Regions from separate parts of the Rattus norvegicus genome. Here regions 2, 3 and 4 are each linked to region 1. Evidence: chromatin contacts called from public Hi-C data. All regions are on one chromosome and are shown on one strand. Each heading gives the region's core, a stretch centred on a gene start, on an enhancer-like site or on the middle of the called end of the contact. The rest is flanking DNA. Distances are from core to core; before and after follow the strand shown.

Evidence for each region. A called contact is a pair of places that touch in the nucleus more often than the background predicts.
Region 2: a contact with region 1 is called in a Hi-C map of liver, with 8 times the contacts expected there. The contact joins two enhancer-like sites. A contact is called at or near these places in 3 of 12 Hi-C or Micro-C datasets (the A7r5 cell line and liver).
Region 3: a Hi-C map of the A7r5 cell line shows a contact between it and region 1, with 4 times the contacts expected there. The contact joins two enhancer-like sites. A contact is called at or near these places in 6 of 12 Hi-C or Micro-C datasets (the A7r5 cell line, kidney, liver and 2 more).
Region 4: a contact with region 1 is called in a Hi-C map of liver, with 4 times the contacts expected there. The contact joins two enhancer-like sites. A contact is called at or near these places in 5 of 12 Hi-C or Micro-C datasets (the A7r5 cell line, Schwann cells, frontal cortex and 2 more).

What each region holds. Positions count from the first base shown.
Region 1 is chr17:13,163,929-13,166,628 of GRCr8, forward strand. No RefSeq gene overlaps it. Among named protein-coding and RNA genes, the nearest start is that of Diras2, 260 kb to the left of the region's middle. Within about 2 kb of position 1,318, at least 17 of the 93 cell types and tissues checked have an H3K27ac peak or open chromatin away from gene starts, as enhancers often do. A contact at or near this core is called in the A7r5 cell line and liver, where this site is marked.
Region 2 is chr17:13,312,380-13,315,079 of GRCr8, forward strand. No RefSeq gene overlaps it. Among named protein-coding and RNA genes, the nearest start is that of Gadd45g, 220 kb to the right of the region's middle. Within about 2 kb of position 1,397, at least 3 of the 93 cell types and tissues checked have an H3K27ac peak or open chromatin away from gene starts, as enhancers often do. A contact at or near this core is called in liver, where this site is marked.
Region 3 is chr17:13,401,404-13,404,103 of GRCr8, forward strand. LOC120097809 (a long non-coding RNA gene) reads right to left here. Exons shown (of 3, transcript XR_005495575.2): 1 at 822-2,700; 2 at 1-346. Among named protein-coding and RNA genes, the nearest start is that of Gadd45g, 130 kb to the right of the region's middle. Within about 2 kb of position 1,333, at least 19 of the 93 cell types and tissues checked have an H3K27ac peak or open chromatin away from gene starts, as enhancers often do. A contact at or near this core is called in the A7r5 cell line and liver, where this site is marked.
Region 4 is chr17:13,295,408-13,298,107 of GRCr8, forward strand. No RefSeq gene overlaps it. Among named protein-coding and RNA genes, the nearest start is that of Gadd45g, 230 kb to the right of the region's middle. Within about 2 kb of position 1,349, at least 17 of the 93 cell types and tissues checked have an H3K27ac peak or open chromatin away from gene starts, as enhancers often do. A contact at or near this core is called in liver, where this site is marked.

The DNA.
Region 1 (2,700 bases), core at 68-2,567:
ATTTCACCTCAGAGTCAGAGATGGGAAGTCAATGAGGCAACTCACAGCTCCGGGGTGAAAGGTGGTTGGTTCTAGATTTGTGAGCATGGTCTAAGTTCCAGATCCTCCTACACCCTTCTTCCCTCCCTCCCCACTTCCTCTCCCTTCCCCCTACCCTCTCTCTTTCTGTGAGAAGGTAGGGTGAGAGGGGGATGGGGATTCTAGGGACTAAACTTAGATCCTCATGCACTTTACTGGCTGAGCCCTTGCCCCATACTGTTCCTAGATTTTTTTTTTTTAATTAAAGGATGAGCGCACATTTTACAGTAGAATGGTATTTCACGAGAGGTGAAAACTTCGTGAAGTGTGCACTTTATACTCTTTCTAGGAAGCTCTGTTGGAACTTAGTCCTTTGGAGAAGAGCAGCTGTAGAAACCTTTGGGCCCAGAGGACTGACGATGTTTATCACCTGGGTCTTTACTGACAAAGATTGTCCTGGACCCCGCCCACTGCAGATCACAGAATTCAGTGGTGGTGGGCCATCTATCGCCAGGTTCTCAGAGAGTCTAGAAGCATGCTCAGGTCTTTCAGGCAGGTTTCCCCATTTGTCTGAAAGCCCCAGTTATAAGACATCACTACACATGTAATTTCCCGCTTCCCACCTCAGTCTGGAGGTGGGAAGTCTGGAGGCTTGTCCCATACCTCCCCGCCAAAACGTCTGGATATCTCCTGGGGTCTCTACTTAGGTAAAGATGTCTTCCTAGGAGACACACACACACACACACACACACACACACACACACCCCTACCTGTACACACTCATACCCTGTGATTTATAGAGCTTAAGAAACTGGAAGAAACATCCTGTTACATAAAGGTTGTGTGAGATATGTCAAAATACAACAGCCTTTTCCCTAAATGAAACCTTCCGGTTCTCTGGGCTTGAAAAGTAAGCAGTTGCTCTTTGTCCAAGATATTGACAACTTGGAACTTGTTCATCCACATTTGAACCTCTGGGGGGCGGTAGACGTTCACAGTTGAAATGATACTGTGGGTTTTGTGAGTGTGTGTGCGTGTGTGTGCGCGCGCGTGCGCGTGCACGCTCCTTAAGGTGTGTGTGCATGCACACACGTCTGCAGTGTCTATGTGTGTGTACCCACACGTGTGTATACATGTGTATTTATGTGCCAGTGCGCAGACAGGTGTGTCCGCAGGGTGATATATGTAGCAGCGTGTGTGACGAATTACAGTTGTCCCTGTGTGTGCTTGTGTGTGGAGCAAAGGCAGGTCAGGTGGTGGGTGGCCTCAGAGCTACAAGCAGCCAGTAAGCTGAACTGACTCAGTTCAGGAGAGCCAGAAAGATCATGGCTTCTAGCCAGCGCCATGCTGGTCAGAGCCAGATGCCTGGCAGTAAGGCAGACTGAACAGCAGAACCCAGGAAAGTGCTCTCCCTGGCTGCCCCTTCCTGCCTTCTATTCTCCTTCTGAAACTGTGGCCTTTCCTCTCTGGAATGCCCTTTTCATCCAGAGATATTGGTGGGGGGGGGGGCGAGGCTGGGTGTCTTCTATATCTTGGGTCACAGATCCTCCAGCTGTTTGCAGAGAGATAGCAGACCCTCAGCTGAGATCTAGTCGGACCACCTACCCTGGGCAGGAACAATGCAATAGCCGCAGCGGGTGGAGCTGTCCCCAAGCGCCTCTGCTGGAGACTGTCTGTGGTGATTACTTTGTTGAGCTTCTTCTGAGAAGACAATGGAAAAATGGGGCTTTAATCCTTTCTCATCTGGGCCATCTGATAAGAATGTCCGGGAAAGGGGTTGAAAAGGAAGTTTGCAGATTGCATTGAGCAGAAGAAAGGGAGGGTCCGGCAGCCCCCGGGTGCTGGCTTCTGTAGGGACCTGTGGAGCCCCTCCTTCATTCTTGTGTAGCATCAGGCTGCACTGCCTACTTGGAGAGCAGGAGGAGAATTAAAGAAGCATGGAGGCTTTGCATTCTAAAGTGTGGGTGTGCCTCTACTGCTGTCCTTGGCAGTGCTGAAGTTTTCCTGCCTTGGCCTCCTTTGCTATGAGAGACCAGCTCAGCTTGTGCTCATTCCCTTTAATGGTCCTGGGAGCTCAGACTGCACCCAGGCTCTGGACAGTGGAGGTGGTCCCACCCAGTCCCACCCAGTGGCCTCTCTTGCTTGCAGGAGTTTCTTGGCAGCCTTAGGCTGCTAGCTGGGACCTAGGGGCCTTGCAGAAGGTGAGGCAAGGTGACCATCCCTAGCCCTGACAGTTGGGTGTCAACACTTGCTGTTTGGGATGGGAACACGGAGAAACTTGCCCCAGGGTGGCCTCTGAGTCCTATTCCTACTCGTTTATTTATCTGGGAGCCAGGGAGACAGCCTGAGCTGGGGCGCACTGTTCCCACAGTGGCCTTTGACCTTGGAACAACCTGTTGCTGCCAGCGTCTGTGTAGCTCAGCCCGAGGGACATGGGAGTATCCCTTTGCAGGCTGGAAAAAGTAGGGGGGGGGGTGTCACCTTGACTGTGCAATGCCTCTTGGTGCTTGGATGCTCCTAGTGAACTTGACCTCTGTCCTTAATTATTTGCGTCATGACGAGACATATCCAGTTTCTTCTCACCCAGCCTCGGCCTACAGTGAGAGCTTCCTGTTTGTTTAAGTGCACGGAACAATTCCTACTAAGCTCCACGTTCTATTTTAAGTGAAAAAGGAGTTTCCT
Region 2 (2,700 bases), core at 147-2,646, 150 kb after region 1:
TCCCCGACACACTGGTCACTTTCCTGTCCCTGGGTGACCCTGGAGTCACTATCTCTCTAATACTTCAGTCCTGCGAGGTCCCTGTGATAAAAACGCCATGACCCAAAGCGACTTGAGGAAGGAGGCTTGATCTTAGTTTCTGGTTCCAGCGGTCCCGGTAGATTGCAGTTTGGTGGGGAAAGTGTGTCGATGATGGCAGGAGCTAGGAGCTGTCTGACAGGGACTAGGGGGCAGGAAGTGGGGCTATGCTATAAATCTTCAAGGCCTACTTCCTCCAAAAGGCTGCCCCTCCTAAAGTTCTATAACTTCCCCCCGAAACAGCGCCACCCGACTGTGGGTCAAGTTTTCAAGCCCATGAGCCCCTGGGGATTTCTCCTTCAAAGCATAACCATTTTGTTTGATAACTTGATTGGAATCAGGAATCAGCTAGTCTCTAAGCAGGACTGTGAAGGCGTTCCCAGCAAGGATTGGCTAAGGGGAGAAGCTCCTCCCTCAGAGTAGGCGGTACCCTCCGGCAGTCCCTAGAGAAAGAGGTCTGAGGACCATGTACGGCTGTCTGCCTACATGCCTTCACTATGTGGTGAAGGTGTCCATTCTGTCGCTGGGTCACCATCACCAGAACACTGCTTCCCAGGCCTTCCAACGTGGACTGAAGACCGACAACGCTCTAGGAACCCGCTAGACCGATGGTTCTCAACCTGTGGGTCGCGACCCCTCTGGGAGCTACATATCAGATATCCTGCACCTCCAAAGTTTACATTATGATTCATAACTAGCAAAAATACATCTTTGAAGTGGCAACGGAATTTCGTGGTTGCAGGTCACCACGACGTGAGGAACTGTAGTAAGGGGTCGCACCCCACCAAATCAGGAAGGTTGAGAACTACAGCTCCAGACCTTCAGTCCCAGACTTAAGACTATGGAGGCACGCACAACTGCCTGGTTCTCCGGCTCTCGAAGCATACAAGCAGCCACTGTTGGCCCATCTGGCCTCTACCCTGTCAGTCAATCTAATAAACTCCCTTTTAATATACATCTGTTCTGTCCATTCTGTTCCTTAAATTCATACACAGAGTTTGGGGGAAAAAATCAATCGCCAAATCCCAGAGCCTTCCTCTGAAGCCTCAGGGTGCTGGGACTCCCAGCCTCGGGAGACATGGGATTTCCTAGTTAAGTGCTTGACACTTAGAAGACATCACCTTGGGCCTGCAGTGGTCCCTCAGTGTCTCTACAAATTGCAGTCAACTGATCTGGGACTTGCAGAGGAGAAACCAATTCTAGCAAGAAATGAGACTCCTGGTCAGGGAAGAACTCCCCGGCTGCTATGGGCTCCAATGCCTCATGGATCAATGCAGGCTTCAACCACAGTGTAAATCCAAACAGACCAGAGGTGAGGGAGGTCATGTTCATGTCCTCGCAGAAGATTAGCAGTCAGAGGCCAGGAAACAGGGTCATGTGCGTCCAGACTTGGGGACCAGCACAAACAGGATATGAAACAGGACATGCCCAAACATGAATGTCTGGCTTCTGGTTTGTTCTTTCATTTAATTAGCAAGTGTGGGCACCCAGGCCTTCTGCTGAGAGGCCCCAGCAAGCGTTTAGCCAGGGCCAGCTCACTGTGTGGAGCAGTTGGTCATCCTCAGGGTTCAGTTTTTCAGGACACCGTCCACCTTGTTTTTGGAAATAGCGTCTCTCGCCGACCCGAACCTCGTCAATTTGATTAGACTGGTTGGTTAGGCCCAGAAGTCCAACTGTCTCTGCCTCTTTAATAATGGGATTAAAGGCACGAGCCACTTGCCAGGCCTTTTAAAAGTTCTAGGAACTCAAATTCTCATGTTTGCCCGCTTGTTGGCACATCACCTGCTGAGCCATCTTCCCACCCCTAGTACTGACTTCCGAGCAGCCTGCTTCCACATTATTTTACTCTCTGCTGTGCCCAGAGGTGGAGGGTTGAAGGCGGTGCTTCCATTCAGAATGTTCCTGAGAGATGTGGCCCTAGAGTACAGTGACAGTGAGGAGCTTCGTGTCCCCATATGTGGACATGCTGGCAGCGTCTCTCCCTCGTGCATTCTGCTAATGAATAACCATTTGCTAAGTAAAGTGGCTTCAGTGGGTGTCCCTCAGGGAGATACCAGGTATTTGCAGGTTAGAGAGGAGGGCACGGGGTAGGCAGGATCTGCCACAGCAGCGTGTTCTAGAGAAGTGGGGGTGACAACCAGCTCTGGGGATTCTGGGAAGATAAAACAAACCCAAGTGATCTCACCTGCCAAGGTCAACGCTTGATTTTTCTGGAAATGCATGCCTCAGGTCAGCATCCAGACAGAGCTAAAAATTTGCTCTCAGGGGCCCGCACACTCACTTCACTAGATTGGGGCAGAATTTCTTCATGTTCATCGTAGCTGTGCCCTCATTCCTGAAGCTTCCACAAGATGGAAGGTTATTTGGTCTCCAAAGAAGCCTAAGGCACTCGCTCAATTCACCGCCTTGGGGCCCTTGAGGAAGCACTGAAGAGGAAAACGCTCCTATTTTAAAGATGAGGATACTGAGGTCCAAAGCTGTGCAAGCATGTCTAGGGGACAGAAGTGGGGGTCGAGGGAATCCAGGGAACAGGAAGAGGCAGGACCCGGGGACACAACCAGTATCATTTGCTCAGCTCCATGTCGTTCTGAGAAGCCAACGCCTATTCCAGGGACACACCAG
Region 3 (2,700 bases), core at 83-2,582, 240 kb after region 1:
GGAAAGCACCCCTGGGGACTGGGTTGAAGTGGGTCAGTGACCCAATGAGAAAGCATGGACCACAGGGCACCAAACCCTTTCTGGGCTATTACCCAGCACCTGCCTCTTGCCAATGCCTCGTTTGTGGGTGATGCTTGGGTAAGAAAGGACTTCCACTCCTTTTCAGCAAACTAGCCTGAGTGTGCTCCATTCGACGTAGGACTCCAGGAGCTTCCTTTGTATGCTAGTCTTGGTGCTGCTTCATCTTGCCACAAGGGTATGCAGGGCCAGTGCAGCCTTCCTCCTCATTCTGGGGCCAGCTGCAAGGAAGGCCATTGTGAAAGTGACCTAGAAAAGCCACTTGGACCTAGGTAGGAAAGCAGGAAGGAGAGAGAAGCTGCTGCAGGCTCTGAGCAAATTGTCAGTCAGCCCTCTGTCCCCTCCAGCAGCAGGAAGGTCCTGCTGTCACCTTCTGTGTGTCAGCTCTCTGCTAAGGCCTAAGGCAGCCCATGGCTTCAATATTTAACCCTGCCACCTGTAGCCACCACCACCCCCCATCCCCAGCCTTCCTTTACTCCTTTACTGGGAAGTTGACATCTCACTGTGGAAGGCCTGCTCGTTCTGACACAGAGACCAACCCTCCCCAGAGTCACTGTCTCCATACCCCCTTTCTCAAACAACCATCAGCAAAACAGTAAAATCCTTTTCTAGTGTTGGAGGTGAAGTCAGATTACATCTCAGCCTGCTTGTTTTAGTCTAAAGGACCCTAGGGAGGCTGGCAGCTGGCCAATGGAGTGACCATGGGGACAGAAAGTATTCCTCAGGGTACTTTAAGGTCTCACCTTGCACACCAGCCCCACAGCACTGAGTGCTTTTCAGCTGGTTCTGAGAGTTCTTCAAGGCAAGAGGCCTGCAGGGCAGGCATGAGGGTCTGTGCTCACCGGAGGGGCTGAGCTTCTGCACAGCTGGAGTGTACTGATAAAAGCCTTACTGAGGTAGGGCGGGTCCCCTGGGTGCATGCTCTTCCTCAGACTCCCGGCTTCTTCATACTTTGTCCCCTGCCGTCACCATGAAGTACAGTGTGACCTGTCACATTCCAGAGCTGTGGCCTGGAGCCACCCAGCCCATCGGTAGTTGGCAAAGGAAGGGCTGGGCCACACAGCTGCTAAAAATGGCTGCTTCAGTCTTCCTATCCTGAAGAGTACACAACTGACATTCCTGCTATAGTTGAGAAAGGTCCAGCCCTGCTCTACTTTGTGGCAGCTGCTCCCCTGGGCTCCCCTAGACTGCAGTAGCTCTGTCCAGGCCTCCGTGCATTCCACAAATGCCAGCCAGAAGCCTCTGTTTGCAGGAGCTGCAAGCCCACCAGGCAGAGGGCGCTCAGGGCTCCCTGGTCCCACAAGGGTCAGAGACAGGCATGTCATGGGCATGCCTCCTCCCGGAGAGAGATAGTTAGCCACCAAATGTCAGCCTCGCTGCTGAGGTGGGGAAACTGGATCTGAAAATGCTTGTACCAGTGCTACCCTTATCCAAAGCCCAGCAGGGTCTGACTCCAGGATTACCAGCTCCAGGCTTGTGAGTGAGTTCTCTTCTGACATCTCAAAGGATTGCTTCGGAAGGTGAAAATATAAAACGCACAGTTTTTCTTCCTGGGGTGAGCCCAAGAATTAGCATATGCCTCTCCAGACATACCCAGTGTGTGTCTCGCCTCCTCCAAGGTCCCTGGGGAGCAGGGAACTCAGCTGGGTCTCCAGCCCACGCCCTGGCCCAGCCTTGTGGTACAACTGGAGTCGGGCGCCGTTGAAGCAGAGTTGGCCGCCTTCCCGGGTTGGTAAGAGGGCTTCATTGGGTGAGTCCCACAGACCAGGGTGCCCCTGGGGCTTGTAGACCAGAGCAGAGTTAGGAGCCCCGCCAAACCTTCTCTCCAACGACACCAAAATTATCCTGTCGCTCCTAGCGCTGCTGTAAACATTACAAAACTCTTTGAAGTTCAAACTGTGCCTGCCCACAGAAGGGGTTCTGCAGCCAAACTGTCTTACAGGGCAATTAAGATGTTGTCTGCAGGTATCCGGCTGTCTGTGGAGTTTGCTGGGACTCAAGAAGGGTCTGCCACAAGGCCAGACACAGCCAGGCAGTGGCCACAGACCTAGTGTAGTGATAGTGGCCGCAGCTGAAGGAAATGGGCCCTGGAGGATCCCAGAGCCAGTTCTAGGACCCACGCAGTCTCCTTCCCACCTGCACCTTGGTCTCAGGCCACACACCTGAGCTCAAATGCTTTGATGGCCTGCCTGCCTTTGTGGGCAGTGCAAGCCTCAGCTCCAGGGGGGCGAAGCTGTGAGAGCTGATTCTGTTTGCTCTCTATCAGAGCTGAGAAAGGAGTTGAAAGCTAGGGCTCTGGTCTTTCAAATAAAACCTTCAAGACAGGAAGAAGACCACCACAGTCCCTGAAAGGGAGCCAACAGGTGTCTGCAGCCTCCCTTGGGCTCGGCTGGGCTGGACCGGCAGCTAGCTTCATTATGCACTGGGAACCCTGTTTGGGGATTGGGCTGTGGTTTCTTTGGGATCCAGTCAGGAGCCTAAGTAAAACCAAAGTAGAGTTTCTCCTGCTCTACATCAAAGCCCAGGCTGGTTGCATGGTACCTGATCCTTCTCCAACTGAGAGCCCTGTCTGCCTGGGAACTCACTTCATGAGGGGTGCCCCTGGGCTAGGCAGGTAAGGTA
Region 4 (2,700 bases), core at 99-2,598, 130 kb after region 1:
ACTTGTAATCTGAGCATTGGAGAGGAAAGCTGCAGGAGGGTCATGAGTTCAAGGCCAGCCTGGGCTACACTGAGAGAAAGGAGAAATGAAGAGAGAGGGAGGGGAGGGAAGAGGAAGGAAGGAGAACAGAGGGGAGGGGAGGGGAGTGGAGAGAAGGGGAGGGGAGGGGAGGAAGTGTGTGCTAGTGAGGCATAATGGGTGGCTGCAGTCCCTCAGAAAGAACCCAACCCCATTGAAGGGCCATAGTGGTCACCCTTTCTTCTGAACTGGCTTGTGCCAAGGATGCAGGATGGATGACTTAGACCTGTGTCCTGCTCCTGGACTCAGCCCCTTCTGTGGCCCTTGCAGACTGTGTGCATGCGTGTGAGGGCATACATTTTCCTGCCCTGACCGGTTGCATGTCCTCAAAGGCAGGTGTTAAAGATGGCAGCCACAACTTGGCTTGACCAGTGCAATATATATAACACTAGGGAAATCTGGAGCAAGTCGCAGTGAGCCCTTCTTTCTGTCTTGTTTTGTTGCTGACACAGGGGCTTTTCGGGTAATCCAGGCTGGCCTCAAACTTGCCATCTTCCTGCCTCTACCTCTTAGATACTGAGAGGGCAAGTGTGAGACCTTCGGCTGACGGCTTGACTGACAGCTAGCCTCTCAGTATTTCCCAGATGGTGTGGTCTTTCTCACACGCAGCATCTTATTGGGTGGTTGTAACTGTTGGCGTCATTTGCTTGACTCAGACACTGCCTTCCTTCCTCATCCACAGGTTCCATAGACATGGACTAGCAAGTTGACTAACTATGGATAGAACACTTAGAGGAAGAAAGTTGTGCCTAGTGTGCTGGTCCAGACTTCTAATCCAAGTACTGAGAAGGCAGGGGCAGGCAGATCTCTAGGGGTTTGTAGCTAGCCTGGTTTATATTGCCCATTTCTTACCAGCCAGGACTTCACAGAGAGTCTTTGTCTCAGGAATAGAGGGAGGGAGGGAGAGAGAGACACAAACAGAGAAAGAGCCTATTGTATAGACAGTTTCCTTGCTGCTGCTCCCCTAAATGGTACAGCATAACCATCCATATAGTCTTTACTTTGTATTAAATCTTACAAGCAGCCCAGGGGTGGTCTGAAGCACACAGGATGTGTGATATCTGAGGATTCTGGGATCCACGTGGGTCCTGGGAAATCCTACACAAGTACCAATGACTGACCACATCCTTCTACCTAATCCATTCTGACCTTGCAGGGGAGGGTGGCAGAAGAAAATTCAGAGTTTACAGAAGCAACTGGGACCCTGTGGGAGAGGAGGCTGACGGTCATTTCGGGTGAGCTGTGGTCAGTCTCCAAGGCAGGGACACGAGCACACTGCTGCCAGCCAAGCGGTTCAAAGTCCGCAGAAGAGAAGGATGGGGCACGTGGAACAGGATGAAACAAGCCCGGGGAAATAATACAGGCAGGGAAGAAAAACACAGGGTAGTGAAACAGGAAAAAACACTTCCAACAGTAAGAAAGCAGACATCTTCACACAAGCCGGGCACACATCTGCCTCTGCTGATCCACCCTGCACTGCAGTCATTTGGAAATGAAGGATTACGGGGGAGGGTGGTCCTGTCTTCCCTCTCAGCAAGGTCCTTCTGACTCCCAGTGGGACTCTTTTTATCTCCCCACCACACACACACACACACACACACACACACACACACACACACACCACACACACACACACACACACACACCACACACACACACACACACACACACACACACACACACACACACACACACACACCACTGGCAGAATGTAAGAGGATAGCCAGCCAGCTGAGCAAAGCCCTTACTCTAGACCTGATAAGCAAAGATAAAAATGTCCAAGCAGGAACTAATTAAAGTGACCTAACAGGAAGAGACACGGGGTGCACAGGAAAGGGAAGTGCCAGGGACATTTGACCCAGCCTTAGACTGCAGGAGGACAGGACTCTGTCTCCTCAGTGAGATCTGCTCTCATGGGTGCCCCACTTGCCAGGTGTCAGAGTGACTTCCCGATACAGTTCAAAGCACATGGATGTGGGAAACTCTCAGGGGAAGCCTTAGCCCCCAAGCGAAATCTGCCTGTTCTCATGAGCTCACAGTAGCAACCACCCAGCAGCTGCCAGATGGAGGGATGGATTGTTGGCAGCGGCCCATGAAAAAGACTGAAGAAGCTGACGTTTATTAGCATAAACGTAAGCCCTCTAGGACTTGAAGACAGGGTCCTCCTTCCAGGTGTCCTCCAGCCAATCTCCCCCGACCTTTCCCACATGACAGAAGTACCAAGAAAGGCTTTCTCATGGCCTCCAAGGCTCCTACATTGGCTGGAGAAATGAGGGGCTAATTTGGGGAGATACAGAGAGGGTGTTTCCCTGGAGACTCTTCGCGTATGACTGGGCAGAGATAGTGACATGGACTCCAGTGTGGCCCAGACCTGCCCTCCACATTGTCACAGGGACACACACACACACACACACACACACACACACACACACACACACCACGCATGTACACACACATACGCACACGCACACATGCACAGGGTATGGTGCCAGCACCTAACAAGCCCTACTTTGGGAAATGATGGACAAGTCACCGTGCTGCTACAGTTTAGGTGTAGAGCGTCCTAGAAAGGCTCACAGTAAAAGATGTGGTGGTGGTGGTTAGTCTGTGGGACAACTGGAA